Regions from separate parts of the Mus musculus genome. Here region 2 is linked to region 1. The links are chromatin contacts, called in public HiChIP or PLAC-seq maps. All regions are on one chromosome and are shown on one strand. Each heading gives the region's core, a stretch centred on a gene start, on an enhancer-like site or on the middle of the called end of the contact. The rest is flanking DNA. Distances are from core to core; before and after follow the strand shown. Region 1 overlaps Sdr42e1 (short chain dehydrogenase/reductase family 42E, member 1). Region 2 has its middle 27 kb from the start of Gm25200.

Region 1 (2,700 bases), core at 20-2,519:
AGTCTATGGTTGTGAGATCTTTTAAGACCTCAGACCTCATGTGGGGGCCTTCCAGACGACAGAGTTTACAGGAACTTTGGTCCCTTAGTGGTCTGGGCAGCTGTTCCAGTAGAACATTCATCTCAAAGAGATCTGTGGGTGACACTTTTGTCTGACTGGACGACGGGCAACAAGACTAACGGGAAACACAGGGTTCAGAATAATTCCATTTGTAATGAGCACTGTCAGGTCTACTGAAGGAACATGAAACGTGAAGGGGTGTCTGGAGCAAGCCGGATGCAGGCCATCCTCAGTAACCTGCAGATACAGGCTACTGGCCCTGGAGCATCAGTGATGTGGTGGGGGAGGGGGGGGGGTCAGAGCCCAGACTCCATGCCCGTTCTCAACACTCCCAAGACACTCCTCTCCCACATGGGATAAGACTGATCTCTGCTGCTACTGGTGTGTGTGTGTGTGTGTGTGTGTGTGTGACAGTTTGTGACACTTAAGACCCACCTCACCCTCCTGGATTACCTGTTTTAGAGGACACAAAAAGCTACATCATGACAATGTTCAGCAGTCATATAGAAATGTTCCTATGACATGTGAGACCTTTTCCTCTGTCATGTGACGGGGCATCCTGAAAATTCTAAATGAGATGCTATTTAGAACACATTCTGAGGGGGGCCCCTGAGGTGGTGCTCAGCGACAGTGGTACCGGCCTCGTGTGTCAGTAACCCTCTCACACGGACATCTTGTGGTGCTCCTTGCCTGAAAGCCTAAGATAGTTGAGCCACCTTCCTCAGAGAGCCTAGAGACAGGCTACAAACATACTGCTCTAAGAGCAGTGTGGCCCTCGTATTTATGGGGAAGATTCTCGGGTAAGAGCACCCCAACACTTCATCCTTTATGTTCTCAACAAGCCACTGTGAGACCGACTACTTCACAAAAAGGGCCAGTGTGGTTGGTTCCATTTCTCAGACATAGACAACCAAGCTCTCTAAAGGTACTTGGTAAAGACAGATGATGTGTGCCTTGTAGCATTAAGTTTAGGACATCCCTCAAAGTATCCATCCTCCATTCAGCAGGGACCATGCAGCTATTAGATGCTCAAATTCTCCCAGAATAACTGTGTACCGTCCACTGCAACACCCCACCATGCTTCACTACTGCCTTCCTGCAGATGAGACTTTGGCACAGCAAAGACTTTCTTCTCCCTCCTCTGGTTCCTAGGCAACCGTGCAATATAAACATCTTCCGCGGCAGTTCACTGGGTGGCCAGACAATGTGGCTGCTGTTCCTCACTGGAAGCTGCTTTGAGAGGCCACACTTTCCCCAACAAGCAGCACTACACTGTGATTTCACACAGCGCACACTGCGGAGGGCTCCTGGGGGAATACTCACAGACATTCCAGAAACTTCAACAACAACTGGCCCTCTGAAGAGAATGCTCTCAGGAAGAGACCCATCGGAAGAAACATACCGTGACAATACTGGTAACAATGGTGACGTGCATGCATGTGTGTATGTGTGTGTGTATATATGTGTATGTATGTTATGTGCCTGTGTGTGCATGTGTATATGCATGTATGTGTGTGTATGTGCCTGTGTGTGCATGTGTGTATGTGCATGTGTGTGTGTGTGTGCTGTAAACATCTAATTTAATCTTTAGAAGGGTCCTAGGCAGTAGGCTATCTATCTCTCTGCTTCAACACAAACGCCCTTGTCCCGCCAAGGGCAGAGGCTTTTAGAGGCTCCTAAGACCTCTGCTATGCACAGCTAGCTAACCCTGTAACACCACTTTCCCCTGAGATTGCTCTGTGAGGGATAAGACCCAAGCCTGAGTGCGGCTTATTCCATACCAGTCTGAATCTCACTGCTTTATGCACACGCAGTGTAGGAGATGCTCACAGGTTCTTCTTTGGCCTCCAAGGTAGAGTTCCTAACCCAGCTTATACCCTTTCCTGGCTTCAGGGTGTCTTTCTGCTGCACTTGGCTAGGGTTCAAGGACATAGAAACCAAACTCCCAACTTACCTTTGTGTCTTCTTGTGTTCCAACAGGGTCAGTTGAGACAGAGGAAAGTAGTGAATATTTAACCCAATAAGTCATTTTTCCTTTTTATTTATTAGCATGGGTTAAGTATATAACAGTTTCATTATAACATTTCGAACATGTATATAACGTAGTTCGATCCGATTCACCCCCACACCCTCTTTTGTCCCATTCCCAGTCTCTTCCCAACTAGATTCCTGTCTAAACTGTGTGTATGTGTGTGTGTGTCCCAGAGAGTTTCACTAAGCTTGCTTACAGGGGCATGGGGCAATTCAGAAGTTACGAAACCACTAGAGAAAGTGTCTCCCGCTCCCCAGAAACCACCAGTCACCTCAGCTTTTCAGGGAGGAGTAGGTATCGAGCTTCTCCCCTTCCCATGGCAGGATGGTGATAGGCCTCAGCGTATGAGTCTAGTAGTGCATCACAGTTACCGTTAGGTCACGGGGACAGTAGTCATTTCATTCTCAGCAGACAGACTCCCCAACACCCGCCCCCTACCTTCCTCCAGCTTTTGCGTCCTTCCTACCCCTTTTGCTACAGAGTCCTGTGAGGCTATGAGGGAGGCTAATAGGGTGTCTTGTCTATGGATGAACACTCAACACTCAGCACTTGGACCGGATATGAATCTCAGAAGTATAACTGGTGCCCCTACGGCAGAGAGAAGCACC
Region 2 (2,700 bases), core at 35-2,534, 490 kb after region 1:
AGGAGAGACAGGAGAGGAGCAAGACTCAGGTTTTTTAAGCAAGAAATATTTCTACTGGAAAAAGAACTGACCTTCAACATAGGAGGTAGCTTCATAGTTCAGAAGTCAAGGTTATTATCATACTGAGATTTCAGTGATCTTGTGTGCTATACCCAGAGAACTTTATCTCCCTCCAATAACGAGTTTATGCCCAGAGCATGATGGGATGCAGGAGGAGTTTGAGTGAGCCTCACCTTCTGAGCTTGGGTCAATCATACCTGGAAATGTCCTTAAAACATGCTCAGTCTCCAGGGAGATTAGGTGAGGCAGTGGAGAAGATATAGGGCAGGGAGTGGACTTCCAACACTACCTGGGTAGCCTGAGGTTGCTGGGCATCCTCACAGATTCTGAGGGGCCATCTTATAGCAGCTGGTATTCCTTAACACCACCACCACCAAGAGGTCCCTCTAGCTTCTTCTAAGATACTTTCCTCTTTCTGTAGCTGTGGATGCCACTGCCAGACTTCTGCAGCTTCTCTCCCAAATACTATATGCGAAGCTTAAAGGGAGTCAAGGGCCTGTGTCCACCTCATGGGGTTAGTCTATAGACTGACTGATCTGGAGATGCCTTCAGAGCATGAGTATTCCTGGGTCAGCAGGGCAGGGAGTTCTGGAGCTCCTTTAGGACTTGGGGCTGGCCTAGAGAGAAACTTGGAGGCCCATATGATGGAGGAAAGGGTAGGCTGTGATGGTCTAAGGAGAAGCTCGTTAGGTTTAAGCTCTGCCATTTCCCAGCTTTCTGACATGGAATGGTGTTGGTTTCCCTGAGCCTCTGTTTCTTGTTCTGGAAAATGGGGTATTATCATCCCCATAGAAAGATGGAGATGAGACAGAGCTGTACAGGGCAGACAGCTCAGCTTGGCCCATGGAGGATGCTTGAATGCTTTCGTGTTCTCTCCCATTGCCTCCTTTCTGTCTGTGGAAGCAGAAACTTCCAATGGCAAGAGCAGAAGAGACACAGCATGAGTGAGAGATAAGAAAGAAACTAGATTACAGGACCCAAGCCGATGTCCCAGGAGGCCTGGCCAGTGGACCAGGTCTGGCTCACATTTCTTTGTACCTTCCCAGGCAGGGGTCTCCTCTTTGTAGGGCACGCCGTTGTCACCACCAGGACCATTTCTGCATTCATCCACAGCTCCTGATTAGACTCATGAATATTCAAATGCTCATCTCCCCTTATTTGCCTGCCTATTAGCATTCCGTCTTGAGGCTTATTTTGCAGGTTTTTTCCATTGCACATTTGTTCTGTGATTCACGCTCCATCGTCCGATGTGACCAGCTTTGAGATGGTCCCAGCCTTCCTCAGTTCTGAAAAAGGCTAGGTCATCTCCTCTCTGCCTCGTCTGCCAGCTCCTTCTTGCTCTTTCTGCTCCTGAAGATGGGGGGATGGCAGAACAGCCTACAGAGTGACACTCTGGGGACTCTCTCCTACTTTTTTTTTAAAATTCATATTGATAATAATAATCCAGCCCATATGTCTGTCACTTCACATTTTGCAAAGAGACTTCATGGCATCCTGTTTTACAGGCTGCCTTTCTGCAGATACAAAATGCCTGGCATTCTTTTCTGAATGGGGCCAAGTCTCTTTCCCTTCTGAATATTTAACAACAAGATCCTCAACAAAACAGAATCCGTGTTAAAGCCCAGCTGTCCAACCTCTCACAATGGCGCCACATAGAAAGAACTTTGTCTTCCTCATTCTCTGTGTGAGCTGGATCTAGTTTCAAAGTATGTTTGAGGAATACAGTGTGCATGAGTTTATGTGGGTGCTATAAGGAGTCACCACAGACTTGGTAGCTTAATCGATACACTTACTCTCTTATATTGAGTTGGGTTTTTAAAATAGAGGGCAGGATTGTATTCCCTTTGCAGGTGCTAGGAGGAAATCTATTCCCTTGTCTTTCCAAATCAGTTTTTTATTTGTGTGTGTGTGTGTACGTGACACATATGTATGGTTTGCATTCTTGTATGTGTTTATACATGGGTGCATGTGATTGTGTGTGTGTGTATGCATGGGTTCATGTGTGTAGGGGCAGTTCTGATGCTAAGGTCCTATTCCCCAATTAGTTCTTGATCAGTCAGTAAAGAAAGCCATGGGCCAATTGCTGGACAAAAGGTACAGGGAGGACTTCCAGGTCTCAGGAGGAAAATGAAGATGCAAGGAAGAAGAAGTTCGCCACACTTTAGAGAGAGTAAAACCAGGCAACCCATGTAAGGTCTTGGGAGGAGCGGGAGGCAGTAGGCAGAGATGTTTAGCAGGGACTAGATTCAACTGACCAACTAACGTTAGGGCAGGTGGGAGGAGCAGATCTAAGAGTAATGATAAGGACACTTTTTCTAGATAGGAGATAGTAATGCCCAGCAATTGTGTCCAAAGTCAAGTTGAAAATGAACAACTGTGTGTATGTGTGTTTTATCTGTGGATTCAGGGGAAGCTGGAAATGGCCAGTAGCATGGCCCATTCCCAGAACATAGGAGGAGTAGTGAAAAGCTACATGCAACACGTGTGTGTGTGTGTGTGTGTGTGTGTGTTGGGGGGTGCTATGCACATGTATGGTATGTATTTATATATATGAGTATGTATGAGTGCATTGTGAGTGTGTATGCTTGTCAGTGTGGTATGAATGTGTGTGGTATATATGGTATGTATGTGTGTATGCAT

Evidence for each region. HiChIP or PLAC-seq counts read pairs in DNA pulled down with a chosen protein or histone mark.
Region 2: an H3K4me3 HiChIP or PLAC-seq map of embryonic basal ganglia shows a contact between it and region 1, with 3 times the contacts expected there. The contact joins two enhancer-like sites.

The regions. Positions count from the first base shown.
Region 1 is chr8:117,659,317-117,662,016 of GRCm38.p6, forward strand. It overlaps Sdr42e1 (short chain dehydrogenase/reductase family 42E, member 1), which reads right to left. Exons shown (of 3, transcript NM_001357273.1): 3 at 2,083-2,700. Among named protein-coding and RNA genes, the nearest start is that of Sdr42e1, 13 kb to the right of the region's middle. Within about 2 kb of position 1,270, at least 74 of the 459 cell types and tissues checked have an H3K27ac peak or open chromatin away from gene starts, as enhancers often do. A contact at or near this core is called in embryonic basal ganglia, where this site is marked.
Region 2 is chr8:118,146,372-118,149,071 of GRCm38.p6, forward strand. It overlaps a transcript of Cdh13 not described here. Among named protein-coding and RNA genes, the nearest start is that of Gm25200, 27 kb to the left of the region's middle. Within about 2 kb of position 1,285, at least 19 of the 459 cell types and tissues checked have an H3K27ac peak or open chromatin away from gene starts, as enhancers often do. A contact at or near this core is called in embryonic basal ganglia, where this site is marked.